Linked DNA regions of Mus musculus: regions 1, 2, 3, 5, 6 and 7 are each linked to region 4. The links are chromatin contacts, called in public Hi-C, HiChIP or PLAC-seq and promoter capture Hi-C maps. All regions are on one chromosome and are shown on one strand. The core of a region is the stretch at or near the end of the contact, and the rest is flanking DNA. Distances in the headings are between cores, read along the strand shown.

Region 1 (2,809 bases), core at 37-2,536, 790 kb before region 4:
GCGGCAGCACGCCTGCCAGCGATAGGAAGCTGGCACCGGGCTCTTGCAAAAGGGGCGAAACTCTAGTTGGCAGTAAAATGCTCAAACACGTGAGCCTCCACTGTTAAACAAGGCTCATTAACCTCACAAACTTGCTGTATCAGCTCTCTGCCTTCCACAAAGTGCTGTGATCTTCTCTGGTTATTGTTGAGAGCCAATGATGGGTTAAATTCCCATAAATTAACCAGTGCTTTGGTGGTTTGCCCAAGCAAACTGCTGGCATCGGTGTGGATGGATTTAATAGACCGGCCCGCCCGGGGAGCCCGAGGTGACTAAAGAAAGCGTCCAACCAACGCTTCCCAACAGGGAAAAAAAGGAGACTAAAGAACTCGAGCCGATCGCTCTCCCGGTAGTTAGTGCTTAGTGTCAGCTTATCGTGCAAGACTTAGGGGTGAGCTTCGCACGCGGCTGCTGCTCCCCCCACCCCCTAAATCTCAGCTGAGTCTCGCTAAGGGGCGGTAAAGTAACACTTCGGTGGCTGCCCAACTTTCTTCTCGCTGGACGCCTCAGTTTTTCCACACTCTGGAGCCCCACAAGAGGAGGTCTGGTGGCCGGGGCGGAGGGAACCGGCGAGCCCCGCACAGGCGTCAGGGTGGGCAGAAACAAAGTGCGCGCAGGCGAGCCCAGGCCGCCACCCCGCCGCCTCCCGCTCGGCCCCCGCTCACCCTCCAGCAGCACCTCCTTGCCCGCGCGCTTCAGCGCCTGCACGGCCTGGTCGTGGGTGGCCTGGCGCAGGTCGGTGCCGTTCACCGACAGGATGGCGTCGCCCAGCCGCAGCGCCCGGCTCTGGTCGGCCGCCAGCCCCGGGAAGATCTTGGAGATGAGGATCGGCATCCGGTTCTCGCGGCCGCCCTTGATGCTGATGCCCAGGCCGCCCGCCTCTTGCTTCACCACTCGCACTCGGCGCACGGGCGGCGAGGCGCTCGCTTCCCCCGCGGGACCGCGGGGCGGCGCGGGAGGGCTGGGCGGCCCCAGGCCACGGTTCGGGCTCCCGGGCAGAGACTCGCCGCCGCCGCCGTTCGGAAGACCGTTGAAGGCGGCCGCCGGCGGCTCAGGCTCGACTGCGGCGGCGTCGCCCGTCAGGCTCAGGCTCTCGCCACTGAGCTCGGCCACCACCCGCACCCAGCGCTCCCTTAGAAGCAGCTCCACCAGCCCCGCTTTGGTGGCCCGCGTCCACACCGCCATGGCCGGCCCTGCTCCCGCAGCCGCCGTTGCTGCAGCTCCCCCGATTCCAGTCAGGCAGCCTCGGCGCTTCCCCCTTCCCGCCCGAGGGGGGCGGACCCCTCCCCTCCCCCCGGCGATTCATTATTCATGAGGGCCACGCCCACTTTCCGGAGGGGCGGGGGGAAGGCCGGCGAGGCCGCTTCCGGGAGGCGAGGTTGTCCTGGTTCACTGAAAGCTCTTCGGAGGTGGGCAGCGCCTCGTGCAGCGAGGCACCCCGCCGTCCTTTGCTTTGGTTCTCCGTGACCTCCTCGAACTCCTCACCTCTTCTACGAGAGCTGCCCGGGCAGGGAGAGCAAAGTCAGCTTGTAGAGAGGCTCTTTGCGATCCTGCAGGGCCGGGTTGGCGCGTTCATTCTTGCATTGATTGGTTCATTGCAAAAAAAAAAAAAAAAAAAAAAAAAAGCAGCCCTGAGCGCTCAGAGGTGTGCTGGGCTCCTTTTAAGGCCCTAGAGACACACTGAATAAAATGCACCTCAGCCGAGAGAGCTTGTGGTCTAATGGGAAAGAAAAACAGAGGCAACCAGCTAGGTGTGATTCTCTGTGGTTAAAAAGACTGCAGACCTCCCTAAGAACAGGATAAAACAACATTTGGTTAGTCTTGGTGTGAGCACAAGCAGGGGACACAGCATAAGTGACATGGGATCAAAGGTGTGGATCCAAGACTTTGTCACTGCTTTTAAAAATCACCTGTCTGCTGGCCTGTAATTAGAGGGGACCTGTCTTCTTCTTTTTTTTTTTTTTTTTTTAAAGATTTATTTATTATATGTAAGTACACTGTAGCTGTCTTCAGACACACCAGAAGAAGGAGTCAGTTCTTGTTACGGATGGTTGTAAGCCACCATGTGGTTGCTGGGATTTGAACTCTGGACCTTTGGAAGAGCAGTCGGGTGCTCTTACCCACTGAGCCACCTCGCCAGCCCGGGACCTGTCTTCTTAAGCACTGGGAACCCACAGTGCGCAAGGTCAAAGACATTTGCAGCATGCTGATGTTTTAGAGTTCCCCACAGACCAACGGGTATATATAGTTAACAAAGATTGTGCGAGATTAGCCACAAGATTATGAGGCTAAACTCCACAATCTGCCATCTGCAGAAAAAGGCTCTGAATCCAAATCCAAAGACCTGAGGACTAGGTAGAAATCTGAAGCTATCAGAAGACCAGAGAGGCCTGAGGGGGCAGAAGCGGGGGAGCAGGGTCGGAGTGGAAAGCTACTATGTAAAAGCTGGCCCAGTCCATGAAAAACCAGGAGCCCTGAAGTGTGGCAGGAGAGCGATGTCCCAGTTTTCATAGAGTGAGTATACCGCGTCTTACTGTTCCCTGGCAGCCCTCACCTGATTGGATGGTGCCGGTTCCCACTGTTGAGGACAATCTTCTCTACTCAGGTCACCATGGAAAAAATTTCTTCCGGAAACAGACACACCCAGAACGGTTTTACATCTGTCCATCCAGGCAGGCGTCTTTTAGCCCAGTCAAGTGAACACACACACACACAAAAATTAACCATCTGTGATGATTCCTTAGGAAGTTGCCAATGTGAACAAGACATA
Region 2 (2,708 bases), core at 27-2,526, 580 kb after region 4:
GATATGTGGGGCAACGACCATTGCTGGCCACAGACCTGCCCGCCCAGGCTTAGACCTCCTTCCCCAATCCCAATCCCAACCTAGGGAGGTGGGTACTTGGTGCATGGTGGGTGTGGCCCTCACATCTTCTGCCCCAGGTCTAAGTCTGAATGGCCTCAAGAAGACAACTGCAGACCGAGCAGAAGAAGTTCTGCTGCAGAAGGCAGAAGCTTTGGCGGAGGTAACTCATTAGGGAAAGGGATAAAGTAGAAGGTAGGGCGCATCAGATACCATCATCTCTCCCCACTTCCGGATTACCCAACCTGGGCAGAACTGCAGCCCCTCCCTGACCTCAGTCCACTGCCACCCTACTGGGGTCGGGGTTTGAGAGTTTCCTGAACCTTATTCCCCTACGAATGCAGGTGCTAGATCCACAGAACCGCGAGTCTCGTTCTCCGCGTCGCTGTGTAAGGCTGCACGAGTCCTGCTTGGGACAGCAGGTACCTTGCTGCGACCCGTGCGCTACGTGCTACTGCCGCTTCTTCAATGCCTTTTGCTACTGCCGCAAGCTGGGTACGGCCACGAACCTCTGTAGTCGCACCTAGCCAATGGATGTTGTTTGGGCAAAGGCAGGGGATGAGAATAAAGGATGGGACGGTTTAACCTTAAAGCTGTGGTTATTTCAAACGTGGCTGTCGAAGGGTTGTCGGGGCGTCGTCATGCTGGAACCACACACACCATAACCTCGGGGTCTAAGCTACACCATCATCTGAACCACATATATGGGCGAGTTTAAGGCACCAGGCCCCTTGGGGAAATCAGAAGGCCACACCCCGGTCCTAGAGAACTAGTGCAACAAACGCCGGGAAAGCGGGCGCAGTGCGGCTTACCGGGTGTAAAGTCTAGTTGGAGGATAACCATTTGGCTCCGAAACTCTCCCCTCCTCTTCCTTGGACCTCGGTTTCTGTCTGGTAGGAGACAGCCTCGACAGCCTAAGGAATAGCACACCCGCTCAGCTTTACCCGGCTGGCCCTAATGAAGCCAGACAGAAGCGCCAAACCCAGGAAAACTCAACTTAGGGCCCACCTCGCATCCTGAGGGTATTAGCACCACCACGCGGTCGATTTCCATCATCGACCTTTCTTTGCTCTCCGCTAGGCGCTCCAGGGCCGCCTTTCCTTAGTGCGCAGGCGCCGGGAGGGCAGTTATAGCCGGTCGGGCACTCCAGAGTAACGCATGCGTGCCAGGGTGCCCGGAAACTGGAGCCATTTAAGAGCCAGGCCCTACTGCGGTCACGTGAGACGCGGTGCGTCACCTGACGCACTTGACAGCCCGCTGCGGCCGCCGCGTCAGCTGATCCGGGGAGTCTAGTTGCGTGCGGGCAGATCGGGGCTCTCTGGTCCCGCCGCCCCCCGCCTCCCCTGCCGCCTCCCACCCCCGCCGCAGCCATGTCGTTCTTCCCGGAGCTCTATTTCAACGTGGACAATGGCTACTTGGAGGGATTAGTGCGCGGCCTGAAGGCCGGGGTGCTCAGCCAGGCGGACTACCTCAACCTGGTGCAGTGCGAGACGCTCGAGGGTGAGCCGCGGGTCCGGGCTGTCTGAGGGGGGCCTCCCTGAGCCGGGAAGGGCACGCGAGGCCTCTGGGAACCCGCGAGCTGATTGATGGTGGGCATGTCAGGAAGGAGTCTGCCTCTAGCTGCGGCTCTGCGCGGGGGCCCAGACGTAAACAAGCCTTCAAGAACCGCAGTGGTTTACCTGGGCTCGGGTTGCCTCTAACCTCGTCGAGCTAGTCCTATAATTTAGAAGGACGGGTCCCCGAGGATTGGTTAGCCGGCGCGACGAGTGCGCCTCCAAGCTTCTTCCCCCTGGCCCAACCCTAGGCCTGTTGGGTGGCAGTGCCTAGGGAAGTTAGATGGAAAAGGCTTCTCTCCTCCCCCAAGGGCTTTAGAATCGTTGTGTCTTGGTGGTGTTGGTCTGAGGGTTGGGTCGTCCTGGGGAATTGCTAAGCCAGTTTAGCGAGAGGTTCCTCCCAGCTCTGAACCGCTGGCTGTGTAGAGTCTTCAAGACTGTTTGGAAAAGCAAGAGGTGGCTCTGTAAATCAGAAATTCACGTACAAGTATTTGGCCCCAACCTGCATTCACACCCCACCCCAGCACTGTTGGGGCACCAGTTTGTTTGTTTGTTTCTTTCTTTCTTTCTTGGTTTTTCGAGACAGGGTTTCTCTGTGTAGCCCTGGCTGTCTTGGAACTCACTCTGTAGACCAAGCTGGCCTCAAACTCAGAAATTCACCTGCCAAGTGCTGGGATTAAAGGCGCACACCACCACGCCCGGCAGGGCACCAGTTTCTTACACAAGAGTGACAGAAAGCTAAGTTCCTCTTTCTTTCTTTTCCTTTTTTTTTTTTTTAAGATTTATTTATTGTTATATGTAAGTACACTGTACCTGTCTTCAGATACACCAGAAGAGGGCATCAGATCTCTTTACGGATGGTTGTGAGCCACCATGTAGTTGCTGGGATTTGAACTCAGGACCTTCAGAAGAGCAATCGGTTCTCTTAACCGTTGAGCCATCTCGCCAGCCCCCAAGTTCCTCTTTCTTAACACATAAATCTAAAGCAACAGTTTCCAACTTGTGGGTCACCATCCCTTTGACGGTCATAAGGGTCACCTAAGACCATTGAAAACCACAAATATTTATGGTTAACAACAGTAGCAAAATTACAGTTGT
Region 3 (2,904 bases), core at 400-2,899, 510 kb after region 4:
AATTTCTTTTCCTGCCTATGGATGCCTTGGAATTTTAGCTTTCTTAGTTGATCTAAACTCCAAAAAAGTATTAAGTCTCTTTGCTAATGTTTACTTAATGCTAAACTCAATACAGGAAGTCAGATACTAAAGAGTAGTTACATTAGGCACAGAAATTTATAAACCATCTGCTGCAAGTGACCCAGGATCCAATTACAACATCAACCCTCACATTTCATCCAACAGTCAAATTACCAGTCCAGTCATGAATAAGTTCATTCTACCCTATTGGCGCATTAGATCGGTTTGCACGATCTCTAGAGAGGGGCTGAACTGTCTTAGCCTAGCCCTAGAGCATCAGGTCCTAAGTGGAGTGCAAAGTTAGCGTCAGGACATTTTAAATAGGAGGCAAACTCCAGCGTCGCCTGTACCATCGCAACCAGCCCATGCTCCCGAATTTATGAGTTTATCACATCACTTGAGATGAGAGTGAAATTAAGTTTCAGTCCCTTTTGAGATTTCTGAGCGCACCAAGTCTGACTGCTATCGTTTCAAGGGGCTGAAAGAGTGCGAATACAGCTGGAGAAAAACTACTTTGGTGCAGGAATTCGTGTCTTTTTCCGCGCACCATTGGGGGCCGCACCGGTCGGGTCCCGCGCGATGCCCTGGCGTGAGTTTGGGGGCGCAGCGGGGCCCGGCGGGGGCGGCGAGCGCGCGTTCCCCCGCCCGCTCGGGCGGCGTCGAGGCGCGAGCAGCTCAGCCAGCCTTGCAGAGGGAGCTCTCGGCAGCTCAGGGGTCCCCTCTGCTCGCAGCCACAGCAGCGCCGCCTGCGACACTCGGCGGCGACGGAGACCGGCAGCGGGGACGATCGGACTACGAGAGACTAGAGAGCACCCCAGCTGCTGGAGAAGCAACGCAGGGAGATCGGGTAGGTTCCGGGACCGGCTGGACTTGAAGATGGGGAGTCTGAGGCGCGTCGGTCGGGACCCGACACCCACACGGTTCCGGGACCTGGCTAAGCGGCCGGCCGAGGGTTCAGAACCCCTAGGCGAAGCAAGCGGCGGCAACCGAGCCTCAGAGGGTCCAGACTCGGTAAGGGGTATCCGTCGCGGGAGGGGCAGAGGGCGGGCCGTGGCCCGAAGATCAGCCGGGCCAAAAGCCGGCCTCGAGGGTAGAGACAAAGGAAGGAAAATGGAGTCGCCGAGCGCGCAGGCCTCTGTCGCCACCGCCGCCAGAGGCCTACCATGTTGGGAGGAGGGAAGCTTAGCGGGCGGGCGGGCGGGCGTGGAGGGGGTTGGCCAGGCCCTGGCGGCGGCGCCGGGCAATGGCGGCGGCCGCGCCGCAGCAGGGACGGTAGAGGGAGACAAACACCCCCCGGCGGCGGCGCTGGCGCTGGCGCCGGGCTGCAGCCAGCGCCGACCGGAGCGGCCCCATCGTGACACCTAGAGGCGGCCCGCGAAACCTCCTCCACCCCGGGCCCCCTTTACCTTCGCGCCACACCCCCCGCGGCGCCCGCTCCGCCGCCGCTCCACCGCTCCGGCCACCTGGCGTCCCCGGCCGGCTCCGCGCGCCCGCACCGGCTGCTGCTGGTCGCCGCTGCCGCCAAAGAAGCAGCTCCGCGCACGGTTTAATCGCTCCACAGGCTCGGACACAAAATGGCGGCGGCGCGGTGCAGTGCGCCTGCGTCGGCGCTGCCGGGGCCGCGGGTGCTGATAAGGGAAGAGTCGGGTGGGGGGGGCCGGCCGGCGGCGACGAGGGCGGGGGAGGAAAGGTGAGGGGAGGGGTTGGCGCAGGGCAGCATGGGAGGCGGCCCCGGGCGCCAACTTTCAAAAGCCGGCGCGATGGCGTCACGGGGATGCGCCGCGAGGCGCGGCGTCACGCCGCACGCGCCCTCCCGCGCCCTCGCCGGGTCGCGCGTGGGCTCTGCCGGCGGCGCGGAGGCGGCCTGGTTCCCATTGGGGTGGGGCTTCCCTGGGCGGAGGCTGGCGGCTTCTGGGCGATCGGGTCTCCGCCTAGTTGCCCTGATTTCCTTAGCTCGCTCATTTTCCCTCCAAGCTGCGAAGGGCGGGAGGACGACGGGGAGCTGAAGTAAGCGCGCGGGGCTGGGGCCGTGGGGGTTGAGGAAGCGCCAGGGTTCTACCCTGCCCGGTCTCCTCCCACCCGGGGTTAGCTCTGCACCCTGTCCCGCCGCCGAGTCAAATGCAGTGAGTTCCCGCACTCTCTCACTTCTCCGACACTTGCCCAGTGCTCAAGATCGACTGCTAGGGGCTTCGCCCGGGGATCTTAGTAGTCTTCCTCCCAAGAAAAGGGCCTTAGAAAACCGAATGTGAAATTAAGAGAATCGGGACAGAGTCACCTCAGTCCGGAGATATAGCAGACCACACCACAGCAGTCGTGTTTAGCTGTATTTGGCACCGTGAACGTCTAAGTTTTTAAGACTGTTCTTTTTATTTCGGTTCCCAGTCGGTGGTACTTAATCCCTTCCCTTTCCCGGGAAGACCCTATTGGCAGGTGTTCTAATCATCTTCTCTCCCCGCCCCCCATAGCCTTGGAATGTGACTCGGGATTGTAGTCCCAGTTCTCTTGCTTTAGCTGTTTGGATAACAAATGCACCTGGCAGCAAGCTTCTGCCCTATTCATATACATCTGGGCTGTGTTGTGGGTATGCTGGTCCATTATCAATAGATATTGTTTATTCCCCCCAAAAGAATCGGAAAGTTAGAAGCATGTAAGATCCCACTGTTCAGATGTCAGTAACTAAGGCAAATGTGTTTAAACATCTTGAGTCCATTCACCCACTGTTGTGGAGCTTCCCTCCATGACTGGACTTAGAGGAAAGATAGAAGAGAAAGTCCAAGATTAGAAAGAGGATAATAGACAAGGAAGTAAACAGAAAGACAAGTCTAGACTGTTGGATTGTAGAAT
Region 4 (2,863 bases), core at 343-2,842:
GTTCCATGCTGACCAGCCTGGAGCAATCTTCCAAGCCACCTTACTTCCTGCATATTCCAGGAAGGCTTCCCCAGCGCTCCCACACCTCTCTCTCTCACCTCTCAGGATGACCTCTCTGAGAGGCACTATTACTACCATCCAGGAAGCTTGAGAGAGGCAGGTCCAGCTGTATACAAATCTCAAAGGGAACCTAGGCTCAGAATCCCCCATCCCCTTCGCTGACCTAGAATGACATTGCTTTTCAAGAGAGGGTTTCTCAGCTAGGCATGGTGGCATACACCCTTGATCTTAGTACTTGGGAGGGAGAGGCAGGTGGGTATCTGAGTTCAAGGCCAGCCTGGTCTACAGAGTGCGTTCCAGGACAGCCAGGGTTACACAGAAAAACCCTGTCTAAGACAAGACAAAAAGAAAAAAGGGAAGAAAGAGCACAGGAATTTATGCTCCAGCAGAAAGAAAATATATATATATATACACACACACACACATATACATACATAAACATATATATAGCGTACGTTTCAGCATGTCTCTGTTCTCAGGAGTCCTGGCCAGCGAAACACCAGTTCAAAACGACTTCCATTGGCTGAATGGGGCATCTAAGACTCCTAGAGATTTTAGCCTGGCCTATTACCACATAGAAACATTGTTATTTCTGTTCCGCTGCCAAGTCTAAGACAGAAGAGCAAGTGGGCAGGGAATGTCACCTGGCCTCAGTACAGCCTAGAGTAATTAGGTCTGGAAGCGGAGAGTGGAGGCATGCTCTCAGACTCCCGGACTCCCTCAACGCCAGTTCAAGACTGTTGTCCCAACCCCATTCCTCTCTCCTCCCTTCCCTTAGCCACCCTGTTTCCCTTAGGCCATCTCCTCGAAAGTCAATACCATCCATTCCATAAGCTGAGAGCAGAGAAATGCTTTTGGGGGCCAGCGTGGATAGAACTTGCTACCACTCATTCCCTGTGAAATAGAGAGGGTAGGAGGTAATGACCGATTCTGAGACTGCCTAGGAACCCGCTGAAGTAGGGTTGAATTGCCTCAGTCTTTCCAGCTAAGAAATGGGGGCATGGCGAGGCAAGGTTTGGAGCTGTTGCAGTTAGGTGGAGTGGAAAGCCAGACATTATCTATTCCCTTTACTCTCACGTTTCAGAGGGCTCCAGACCACACCCATGCCCGGTATGGCGGGAGGTGGGCTAACCGAACTGACCCAGGTTAGAAACCAAATGCTCTGGGTTTCGTGCTTAAAGCAGATGCACAACAGAGCAGTTGGCCCACCAGACCCTGGCTGCACTGGATCCTGCAGGATCCACCCACCACCACCCTGAACACGAGTCTCACCCAGCACCACCGGGGGGTGACGTTGGGCCGGGAGCGTCAGGTCTGCCAGCATCATTAGTAGAAACAGAGGTAACAGGAGGCCACTCCGGAGCTGGGTCTCGCGACAGGTGCAGAGATGGCGATCCATGGCGTGAGACTGTGGTCGCAGGTCCAAGGGGCTGCTTTAGAGATTAGGGATCGTGCCTAGGCCCGGGCCGCAGCTCAGCTAGTTAACCCCACCGCTCGCAGATACCAGTCAATTAAGACCCGCCTCTTGCTAAGGCTCTACCAATTGCAACTCTCCGCCACGAGCGTCCCTCCCACCGGAGCTCACCACCCGCCCATGCCCACCTCCGGGACTTTGCTGCGCGCCGAACGCATCGATCGACCAACCGATGGGAGCCGCTTATCATCCCAGCTGTCGCCCTGCTCCTACACAGCCCCATCTCACCTCACCGTGAACCCAACACAGAACAATTCTCAAAGTCCACTCAAGTAGTTCTCATTCCTAATTCCTAGCCTTCCCACAGCACAAGGACCAAAAACATGCCCTTCATTTGCTATGGGTGAATGGTCTCTAAACAAAAAAAGAGGAAGTTAGTGTTTTGGAACTCGGGTGACCAGCAGCTGTCCAGGACCTTTATACGGCCTTTACACTGGCATCCCCAGGGGCATCTAGGTTTGGCCGCCCACGTCCAGAAAACTTTTACTGTCTGCCTTGCCGGTAGAAATGCATGTTAGAACCCAAGAAGCAGGTCTGGGAGAAGAAGCTAAAACAGCCTTTCTTTCTTTTCTTTTTTCTTTCTTTTTCTCTCTTTCTTTCTTTCTTTCTTTCTTTCTTTCTTTCTTTCTTTCTTTCTTTCTTTCTTTCTTTCTTTCTTTCTTTCTTTCTTTCTTTCTTCCTTCCTTCCTTCCTTCCTTCCTTCCTTCCTTTCTTTCTTTCTTTCTTTCTTTCTTTCTTTCTTTCTTTCTTTCTGTTTTGTTTTTCGAGACAGGGTTTCTCTGTGCAGTCCTGGCTGTCCTGGAACTCACTTTGTAGACCAGGCTGGCCTTGAACTCAGAAATCCGCCTGCCTCTGCCTCCCAAGTGCTGGGATTAAAGGCTTGCGGCACTACGGCCCAGAGATCAGCCTGTTTCAAACGGTCTGTCACTCTGTAAGTGCAGCACACGAATAGAGTTGGGAGTGGTTTGGATCTGAAAGTCTGAACCATTTCTCTGTAGGATTCCCCTGCAAAGAACAGGGCTCGAGAGCTCATGTTGGCACTTTAGCCCCTGTCCGCGCAAGCCTGAGGACTCAGGAAGGGCATAAGACTGACTGGAGCGAGGAGCTGGGGCCCAGACGGTAGTAGGCAAAAGGCTCAACACCCAGTAATATGCCAACACTCTGGGGGTGAACTGACCAGTGCTTCTGAGAAATAACCCTCTACATACTTCCTTCTGAAGGCCAACTGTGCTTCTGGGACACTGCTTGGTCCCAAGACTTCTGCTCCACCCCCCACCTCTTCCTTCCCTCTTCTTGGTAAACAGCTGACCCCACGTTAATGCCAACAAT
Region 5 (2,700 bases), core at 162-2,661, 550 kb after region 4:
GGACAGCCTCCCCCGGCTAGGTCTGGCTAGGTCGCGAGTCCCAGCGGTGGCGGATTGGGAACGCTCTGACTCACTCTCGCCCTCCTCGCCTGGTTTTCCACCTAGGCAGATCCTAGTCCAAACGCCTTGTGCGCTCCCCTCCCTCCCACCCAAACCCAGGCCCAGGGACTGCTCATCTCGCTCTGCTGCCCACAGGGCCCAGGACTGTGTGGGAGGTAGACGAGGGAGCCTTGGCAGTCCTTGTCCGGCTGTAGTGCTCCCAACCCCCACTGTCAATACTAGAGAGGTGGATAGTGAATTCTTGCTTCTTCCCAACCCAGCTGTGTGACCTTGAAAATGCTGCTAACCTCTCTGGCCCAGTATTTACATCTGCCAGATGGTCATACACCTTCTCAGAAGGCTGCATGTCAGTCGAATGTGCAGGTCCAAGACGCACGCAGCCACATAGACGGTGGCCAGGACACCGTTATTATTGTATTAGATTTTACACACGAGACCAGCCTGCACGCACATCAGAAATGATTTGGAAGGGCCGGTAAGAGAGGTCACACTCAGACTTAACTTAAGATAGGAGGACAGAGGGTCCTAAAAGCTGACATAGCCGGGGCTCTAGCCCTGGTTGAACAACCCCTTCCCCAAACCAGTTCTACAGGATGCTTAGTTCTGACTGTTTGCTGAGTCCCCATAGCAGCTTCCATTTCCAGGGACAGGGTCTGTCGACCGCCGCCAAAACGACCTTCTCCAGCTTCAGCTTCGGTTTGGGTGGAGAGTGTGGCCTCGGGCAAATTCAGTCTTCAGTCACCTCGGGCCTGGCCCCAAAGCAGCTTAGGTCGACCAGGGCCAGGAACACTAGCTAGCTCATCTAGGGGGTCTCCTGCACCCTGTCGCCCCGTTCCCATTCCCAGATCAGCCTCTGCCGCACCGCAGGCTCCAGGATAAAGCCAATCCCAGGCCCAGAAAGGCGTCTCAGGCTCGCCCTCGGGCCTGCCCACAGTGGAGCCCCGGGGCACTGCCGTGGCGGCCTGGGCGCGGAAGGGAAGGGAGGAGGCGGCGGGCGCGGCAGAGCCGGAGGCGGCGGCTTTTGTGGGGCGAAGCTGCGTTCTCCGTGCCCGGGGTGGGGGTGGGGGTGGGGAGAAAAGACACGGCGCGATCCGGGTCGCGAGAACGGGGTGAGGCGGGACCCGGTCGCAAGTCCGGGAGCCGATGGGCGGCGCGGGTGCAGGACGCACGGGATCCACAGCTCGCCCCTTCTCCCCGCCACGGCCTTAGGAAACGGCGCGGACACTCACATGGCTGCGCTGGGCTGCAAGGACCTCGCGCTGTCGGTACTCTCGGCGTTGCCCGGCCTGCTCGCGCTGCAGCTGCCGCTGTCGCCGCGGCCGGCGCCTGCCCCTCCCTCCTCTCCGCCGCCCCGCCCCGCCCCTCTGGGCCCCACCTCCTGCGCTCCCCTCCGGCTCCCGCACCCCGAAGGGGCGCCCACAGCTCGCTCCGCCTTCGCGAGTTACCCGGCAGAGTGGTCTGCCTACCGTGTCAACCAGCTTGTGGAAAGGGAGAGCGAAGGGAGAGCGAAGGTGTCTGCGGGAACCGGACAGCTTCCTGGGAACTGCATGCAGACCTTAAATCTGGGGTAGGGGGCGCTAGGGAACCCCTCCTACTTGCCTCTTACCCAGATCTCTGCAGCTCTAAAGACCTCAGGCTCCCTTCCTGTCACCATAAACAGGTTCTTGGAGCTGACACGGAAAGTTGGGGTGGTTGGAGGAAGTGCTTAGGGTCTGGAGAGGCTTAGATAAGGGAACCAGAATCTGGCCTAACCGTCGCACACCTTCTGGGTTGAAGTTCTGCCCCTCATCCCTTCCCACTTTTTCAGCCAGCCTCAGTTTCCCGCTGTAGGATCAGAGAGCCTTTTCGACAACGTCTTCCTTATAAATAGGGCTCATAGCTAGGCCAGGCAAGCGTGTAACCACTCAGCGGGTACTGCTTTCTGGGGAGTTACAGATTTTGTTTCTGGGATATAAGTGACTAACCTGGTAAGGTCTGGGTATGCGTACTGGGAACATACATTGGCCATGGGGGTCAAAGGCAAAAATGAGTTATGGTGTAACAGAGAGCTGGCCTGACCAACAAGCTGACTCCAATCCCCTACCCCTCCCATTATTAACCAGATGCTATTAGCTCTCTCCAACCCCCTGTCCCTATCCTCCACCTCTTGGCGTTCCTGTTTCCTGCAACATCTCATCTTTTGAGGTAGGTCAGGCATACTCAGGGGTGGTCTGATGGATTTTAAGAGGTGCCTGAATTTCTGAGCCTGACACTGATCCTGAGCGTAGGTCTCAACAACCCGATATGGTAGGATTCTGGAATACCAACATCTTCATCCCCCTAGGCTCTTTCCAGAGACACCCTCAGCCTCTTTCTCAACCCTCCAGGCTTTTCCCCCAGAACACTTGCTTGTTCCAGAGCCCTGGATGCCCTTGTGAATGCCCCCATCCCTTTCCCAGGATTTTTTTTTCTTTTAAACACAGGGTCTAACACTATGTAGCCCTGGCTGTTCTGGAACTCTCTCTGTAGAGCAGGCTGGCCTCAAACACCCAGAGATCACCCAGAGATCTACCTGCCTCTGCCTCCCAAGTGCTGGGATTAAAGGCATGCGCCACCACTGCCGGGCTCTTTTTTTTTATTTTTTATTTAATTTATTTAGTT
Region 6 (2,881 bases), core at 80-2,579, 650 kb after region 4:
GATCTGACTCCCTCTTCTGGAGTGTCTGAAGACAGCTACAGTGTACTTACATATAATAAATAAATAAATCTTTAAAAAAAAAATGTGCATTGGTGTTTTGCCTGCATGTGTGTCTGTGTGAGAGTGTCAGATCTTGGAGTTACAGACAGTTGTGAGCTGTCATACATGTGCTAGGGTTTGAACCTGGGTCCTTTGGAAGAGTGCTTAGTGCTCTTAACTGCTGAGCCATCTCTCTGACTCCCCCTGACCCACAAATAAATCTTTTTCTAAAGGTTTGTTTATTTATTTTATATATATGAGTGATATATATATATCACTAGGAGAGGGAATCACATCCCATTATAAATGGTTATGAACACCCCACCCCACCCCCTATGCAGTTGCTGGGAATTGAACTCAGGACCTCTGGAGGAACAGCCATTACTCTTAACCTATGATCCATCTCTTCAGCTCCCCTCAAATAAATCTTTTCTTAAAAAAAGCATGTGGTGGCACATGCTTCAATTCTAACACTCTGGAGCCTGAGGCAGGCAGATCTGTGAGTTTGAGGCCAGCCTGGTTTACATAGTGAGTTTCAGGTCAGCCAGGGCTACTACTCTGTCTCAATCCCCATCACACCCCTAAACAAAAACAATAAAACCCCCCAAAACAAAAAACAAAACATTTGAAGAAAAAAATTAGACATTTTGTGTTATCAATACTAAATTCTTATACTTCACACCTTACATTGTAGTTGCTCACATTTTCAGTTGGGTAAGGCATTTGTTTAGGTCTGTCTCCTTCAACCTGTTATTTCCTTCAAGGGCAGGAATCCCTGAGTGCTCCTCATGATGTGCCTGGCACTTAACACATACTTTGAGAGTGCAGCAGCCATATCTTTACTAGAATTCCAGCAAATTTGGGAGGCAAAGGTGGGAGAATCGCAAATTTGAGGCCAGCATGTGACCCTGTTTCTAATACACACATGCACACGTGCGCGCACATGTACACACACTCACACACAATTTAAAATAAAAGAAAATGAGCAAAAACCCTAGATTAGTTGGGGTCTTCCCAAGAGTGATTTAGAGGAGAAACTAGATACATGACACGTTTTGAGGAGAGTAGGATTCTTGGAAGACAAATTGTAGATGGGAGGTGGAAGAGAGTGTATTTTCCCTGTGAAAGGTTATGGGGGAAAATGAGAGTGGGCATGCTTTAGAGTCAGGGGGCACTTGGCAAACTCCGCCCAGAGCCACGATGCTCCTGCGAAGTGACGCAGCGCGGTTTGGCCGCTGTGGGGCGCCGTAGTTCGCGCTGTTGCCAGGGGAACGGGCCCCGCGCCGGGCAAGGCCCAGCCTGCCTTGGCCTGGCACGGCTGCACTGCCAGCGGGTCCTTGCTAAGGCGGAAGGACTCTGAGGCCCAACCTCCGTCCGGGATGGAGCCGCGCTCCGGGACGCGTCTCCTCCGTGTCCGGGGGACCGACTTTGCCCGGACGGTCTGAAGTGCGGCCGCCCTGGGGAGGGTGGACGGGCAGGGCGGGGCCGAGCCGCTGGCTGACCTTGGCAGGCCGCATCTGGCGCGGCTGCCACCACGCGCAGGTGAGGAGCGGCTGCAGCGTTTCTCACCTCCGAGCTTGGCCTGAGCCACCGGCCCGCGCTGCGCCGGTGCCTGGCGGGACTCTGGGCCTGTCTCGGCCTGCTGCTGGGTTTCGCCGACCCAGTGGAGCGCGGGACTTCCTTTTATCATTAATCAGGGCCATAGATCCGCACTGAGCGCCCACCGATCGCCAGGCAATGTGCCATGCGTCGGGCCTCCGAGCCTTCAGCCTTCGCAACCCACAGAGAATTAAGTGATGGGTTGGGGAAACAGGCGCCAGACACGTGACTAGAGTAATTTCAGGTCTCATTAAGGGTTCGGGTGGGCCCTAAAGGTGATGCTTAAACACGGAGGCTGGGAAGGAGCCGGAATTGCGACTAGGGGAAGGGTGTTTCTGAAAGAGGGAAAAGCGAACAAAAAAGTCCAGGTAGCAGAGCATTAGTATAGTATGGGACGGAAATGCTAGGGTAGTTCCTAAAGTGAGGGTTTTCAACTTTTATCCCAGAACGTGAAGGGAGTCCCTGAAGCGTTTAATGAGTTTCAAATTTTCAAAAGGGCTTTATCCTCTCTGTCTGCTGAGCAGAAATCATTTGAAGATTACCATAGTGCAGCGAGTGTAGCCGAGCCTCCTGGAACCCACAAATCTCTCCCGGTCCTCATCTGTGCATACGGAGTGTTGTTGTCATGTTCTCGTGTCACGTGTCATGAGACAAAGTAACAGGGGATCGTGGAGGTGGGGTGGATGGGGGAGGCCACATATGAGACCAAGGACTAGAGATCTGTGGGAACAGTTTGAAATCATAGGGCTACCTCAGAGTATTGAATTAAGTGAATTTCTGTGTAAGCGCTTCAAGCAGCGCCTGGCGTAGAATAAGTGCCTTCTAAGTGGCAGCAACGGCTGTTATTATGGAAACAGCATAAGGGCTCAGTGATCTTAGGGTAGCAGAGCTGGTAAGAAGTGGGTGGCTTCACTTCCTTTACCAAGGGCGAGCTAGGTTAGATGAGGGTGGTCACTCCTTTTGTGGAGCTGATGTTTTGGTTGTGGGAGACCAGCTGTATACAGATAATCACCAGGAGATGTAATAAAAGCAGCTGTGGTGTTTAATTAGCCTAGATTTTTCTCCCCCTATTGTTTTTCTTACTTTGTTCTGTCACCCTTTGTTCTTAATGACTTTTCTTGGTGGGTGTTCCCCGAGGCTGGCTCCTACAATCACCAGTTGATTTCCTGGTTAGAAGTCAGCAACCCTTGCCTCCTTCCCTTGATTTGGTTTCTGGTCCCTGCTGCCCTCTGTTACTCTTCCT
Region 7 (3,032 bases), core at 463-2,962, 530 kb before region 4:
GTTTCTCTGGATAACTTCACTCACACATACATACCCACACATACATATTATTAAAAAAATAAAATAATCTTTTTTTCTTTTTCCTTTTAATGTGGAAGCCGGAAGGATGGTTCATTGGGCAAGACCACTTTCTGCACTGGGGTTTGGGTCTTAGCACCCATGTGATACAACTGCCTGTAACTCCAGTTCCAGATAAACTGACACCCTCTTTTGGCCTCTGTGGGCTACTGCATGCACACAGCATACATACACTCACAGAAATAGGCATTCAAACATAAATAAATAAAATACGTATCCTGCCGTTGACTCTTAATTGGGGCAAGAGAGTATATTTTGCAAGCTTTTAGTGAAGGAACTGAGGTTTGTCACGAACTTGATTTACTTTGGGCAATTTCCAATGTACATGTATGTTCCTCTGCAAAAATTAATGCCTATTAATACTTAGGAGACTGCTGTGAGGACTAAATGATCTACAAGTAAATGGACTATAGGGACTGGCGCTTAGTAGGCAATCATCTACTACTAATTGCTTTTCACGTCCCACTAAGTACTCTGTAATGTTTGCAGCTGTAGTTTGGGGGTCGACATTTAAGACCGAGAGTGTTCACCTTGTAATCACACACGTTGCCTTTACCTTGATAATTCTACACGCACCCAGACATGCTGTGCTTATAATTAGGATCCTATTTTCTTACACCCTTCTACGTTTCCAGATGCCATCAGAAGTTCTATTCTGAATAATCTGCCTTAGTCTGACAAGGAGATCAGGCAGAACTGAGTTCTAGGTCCATGGACATCCCTCTAATATAACCACCTGATTTGAGGTGTGAGTTCCAGGACAAACCTTAACTATACAGTGATACCCTGTCTAAAGAAAGAAAGGGGCAGGAGGTGTGAATGGTCATGCTTGCCTTTAATCCCAGCACTGGGGAGGCAGAGGCAGTTCAAACCACCACAAATTGGGACTCAACAGTGAGAATGCAAGGTCTCACTATTCCCAAGGTCTCTTCAAATACTAAACTGGGAAGTTAACTCAACAAGTGATTAAAGGTGACTGTGCACCTCTGATACCAAAACAGAAACCCTTAAAAATCTTCCTCAAATTCAGCCAAAAAACGTCCCTGCTGGGCATCTCTGGTCACTTGGCATTTTGTACAAATCTCAAGCGTGCACACCAGGCTCGGAGCCCTCAAGCGGTTGGGACATCACATTACACCTGTGTGAAGGCGTCTCCAGTCCCTGTGTCAGGGCTGTGCTGGAGCAAACAGTGGACCGAAGCCGCTGCTCAGCGAGGCGCCCAACGGACCTCGGCCGGCATCAGCGGTCAGCGGACTGCAGGCCCTTTCCTGGAGCTTCAGTTTAAGTTTTAAGTGAGACTGCACAGAGCCCAAGCGCTCCCGGGAGTGGGGATGGAGATGCCGGGAGGGCCTGCGGGAAACATGCGGTAGCAGCCAGGGCGAGCCTGGGTGACCCGCGACCCCGCGAGCCTCAGGTCCAGCCCCGCGCCGAGACTCGTCCTCTCACCTCCCGGGCTCAGCAGCAACTTCAGCGCTTCCAGAACCTGCTCCAGACCACATGTCACCAGAACGCCACTCGGCGCAGCCGCCGCCGGTCCGGAGGCCGCCATGATTGGAGTGGAGCGACCTGCGACGTGCTCAAACACCCAAGTGGGCCAGCGCGGCCGCCATTTTGAATGTGGCGGAGGCGTGTCCTCTGCTGGAGGGCGGGGCCCAAGACCTGGGGCGGGGCCTACTCTGTCTGGAACGCCCCTTCTCCGGGAAAAAAAAAAAAAACAAGATACAGTTTCTTGTGTTCTCCCAGAGCGCCCCAGTTCAATTCCCAGCATCCCTATCAGACACCAGCCTGCAAACTCAGGTCCAGCAACTCATGCGCATACACACGCATGCACAAGCATAACTTACAAAATATTTTTTAAAAGAAAATATAGGGGGCTGGTGAGATGGCTCAGTGGGTAAGAGCACCCGACTACTCTTCAAAAGGTCCAGAGTTCAAATCCCAGCAACCACATGGTGGCTCACAACCATCCGTAACGAGATCTGACGCCCTCTTCTGGTGTGTCTGAAAACAGCTACAGTGTACTTACATATAATAAATAAATAAAATCTTTAAAAAAAAAAAAAAAAGAAAGAAAATATAATTGAAAAGGTAAAATAAAAGACCAATGTGGTGACATGTATCTTTAAGTCTAGTACTTAGAACCAAAGGTCAGCCTGGTCTACATACATAGTAAGCTCAAGGCCAACCAGGAACTCTGAGAGACCCTGACTCAAAAACAAAAAGAAAAAAAACACAAGTAGTCTTGCATGGTGGCCCATGCTTCTAAATCTCAGCTATAGAGAATCACGTGTTCAAAACCAGTGAAGGCAGCTTAGTGAGACCGTCTAAAAGCTATGAAGGATTGGAAATGTTATCCAGTAATAACACTCTAGCACACAACCATGAGTTTGGTCCTCAGTACTTCAACCCAGGGGGTGGGGGAGGGAACAGAAATAGTTTCTCGTAAAAATAATACACATTTTAGTATGTAAATTTTCAAGTACTGAAAGAAACACAATAAATAAAGTTCACAGATGTACATAGACCCTGAAAGAGAAGCTCACACCAATGACACCAGCGTTCAGGGAAGCTGACGTGGCAAGACAAGTTCATAACTTTCTCCCCAAAAGTAACAGTAACAAAAAATATTCAACTTTGTATTACTGATTCCTTTTTCTGACATTTAAAAGTAAATACACACTGGGATAGAGAGATGGATCCGTGGTGTTGTTCTTGTAGAGGACCCAGGTTTAATTCCCATCGCCTACAAGGTGGCTCACAGCCATGTATAACTCCAATTCTAGGGGATCCAATGCCCTCTTCTGGCTTCCAAGATGACCAGCCACTCATGTGGGGCACAGACACACGTACAGGCAAAATACTCATAACTGTAAAATAAATAATTCTTTAATCTAAAGATAAATACGCACACACACATATCCTGTATCTGTGAATGTGTTAGCTACAGACAGCCC

What was found. Promoter capture Hi-C pulls out the DNA fragments that hold promoters and counts their contacts. A called contact is a pair of places that touch in the nucleus more often than the background predicts. HiChIP or PLAC-seq counts read pairs in DNA pulled down with a chosen protein or histone mark. Capture Hi-C pulls out chosen DNA fragments and counts their contacts.
Region 1: a promoter capture Hi-C map of pancreatic islet shows a contact between it and region 4. The contact joins the promoter of Sntb2 here to the promoter of Pla2g15 in region 4. A contact is called at or near these places in 1 of 39 promoter capture datasets (cranial neural crest), 1 of 484 Hi-C or Micro-C datasets (embryonic stem cells), 3 of 115 datasets of contacts at active chromatin or transcription factors (bone marrow-derived macrophages, extraembryonic endoderm stem cells and pancreatic cancer cells) and 2 of 9 other capture datasets (liver and pancreatic islet).
Region 2: a promoter capture Hi-C map of pre-B cells shows a contact between it and region 4, with 7 times the contacts expected there. The contact joins the promoter of Atp6v0d1 here to the promoter of Pla2g15 in region 4. A contact is called at or near these places in 9 of 39 promoter capture datasets (the C10 cell line, embryonic stem cells, fetal liver and 5 more), 2 of 484 Hi-C or Micro-C datasets (CD4 T cells and regulatory T cells), 6 of 115 datasets of contacts at active chromatin or transcription factors (bone marrow-derived macrophages, large pre-B cells, memory CD8 T cells and 3 more) and 1 of 9 other capture datasets (adipose tissue).
Region 3: a contact with region 4 is called in an H3K4me3 HiChIP or PLAC-seq map of bone marrow-derived macrophages, with 2.4 times the contacts expected there. The contact joins the promoter of Ctcf here to the promoter of Pla2g15 in region 4. A contact is called at or near these places in 5 of 39 promoter capture datasets (3T3-L1-derived adipocytes, fetal liver, hematopoietic stem and progenitor cells and 2 more), 2 of 484 Hi-C or Micro-C datasets (both in embryonic stem cells), 10 of 115 datasets of contacts at active chromatin or transcription factors (bone marrow-derived macrophages, effector CD8 T cells, embryonic stem cells and 7 more) and 1 of 9 other capture datasets (adipose tissue).
Region 5: a Hi-C map of CD8 T cells shows a contact between it and region 4, with 2.4 times the contacts expected there. The contact joins the promoter of Ripor1 here to the promoter of Pla2g15 in region 4. A contact is called at or near these places in 4 of 39 promoter capture datasets (the C10 cell line, fetal liver, liver and 1 more), 3 of 484 Hi-C or Micro-C datasets (CD8 T cells, double positive thymocytes and embryonic stem cells), 8 of 115 datasets of contacts at active chromatin or transcription factors (T-cell acute lymphoblastic leukemia, astrocytes, bone marrow-derived macrophages and 5 more) and 1 of 9 other capture datasets (liver).
Region 6: a contact with region 4 is called in an H3K4me3 HiChIP or PLAC-seq map of bone marrow-derived macrophages, with 3 times the contacts expected there. The contact joins the promoter of Zdhhc1 here to the promoter of Pla2g15 in region 4. A contact is called at or near these places in 2 of 39 promoter capture datasets (neural stem cells and pre-B cells), 2 of 115 datasets of contacts at active chromatin or transcription factors (bone marrow-derived macrophages and large pre-B cells) and 1 of 9 other capture datasets (pancreatic islet).
Region 7: a promoter capture Hi-C map of liver shows a contact between it and region 4, with 2.5 times the contacts expected there. The contact joins the promoter of Tango6 here to the promoter of Pla2g15 in region 4. A contact is called at or near these places in 3 of 39 promoter capture datasets (hippocampal neurons and liver) and 2 of 115 datasets of contacts at active chromatin or transcription factors (astrocytes and pancreatic cancer cells).

Annotation. Positions count from the first base shown.
Region 1 is chr8:106,934,217-106,937,025 of GRCm38.p6, reverse strand. It overlaps Sntb2 (syntrophin, basic 2), which reads right to left and starts at 1,286. Exons shown (of 7, transcript NM_009229.5): 1 at 705-1,286. The coding sequence starts at 1,224.
Region 2 is chr8:105,564,632-105,567,339 of GRCm38.p6, reverse strand. Atp6v0d1 (ATPase, H+ transporting, lysosomal V0 subunit D1) reads left to right here and starts at 1,276. Exons shown (of 8, transcript NM_013477.4): 1 at 1,276-1,557. The coding sequence starts at 1,428. It overlaps Agrp (agouti related neuropeptide), which reads left to right. Exons shown (of 5, transcript NM_001271806.1): 4 at 138-220; 5 at 402-645. The coding sequence ends at 584. It overlaps Gm38250 (predicted gene, 38250), which reads right to left and starts at 1,160. Exons shown (of 4, transcript NR_168532.1): 1 at 1,066-1,160; 2 at 870-971.
Region 3 is chr8:105,635,283-105,638,186 of GRCm38.p6, reverse strand. Ctcf (CCCTC-binding factor) reads right to left here and starts at 1,649. Exons shown (of 12, transcript NM_181322.3): 1 at 1,467-1,649. Gm5914 (predicted gene 5914) reads left to right here and starts at 713. Exons shown (of 2, transcript NR_151742.1): 1 at 713-907.
Region 4 is chr8:106,149,083-106,151,945 of GRCm38.p6, reverse strand. Pla2g15 (phospholipase A2, group XV) reads right to left here and starts at 1,592. Exons shown (of 6, transcript NM_133792.3): 1 at 1,333-1,592. The coding sequence starts at 1,459.
Region 5 is chr8:105,603,940-105,606,639 of GRCm38.p6, reverse strand. Ripor1 (RHO family interacting cell polarization regulator 1) reads right to left here and starts at 1,411. Exons shown (of 22, transcript NM_001081241.2): 1 at 1,290-1,411.
Region 6 is chr8:105,495,510-105,498,390 of GRCm38.p6, reverse strand. Zdhhc1 (zinc finger, DHHC domain containing 1) reads left to right here and starts at 1,329. Exons shown (of 14, transcript NM_175160.5): 1 at 1,329-1,581.
Region 7 is chr8:106,681,748-106,684,779 of GRCm38.p6, reverse strand. It overlaps Tango6 (transport and golgi organization 6), which reads right to left and starts at 1,712. Exons shown (of 18, transcript NM_173037.1): 1 at 1,525-1,712. The coding sequence starts at 1,627.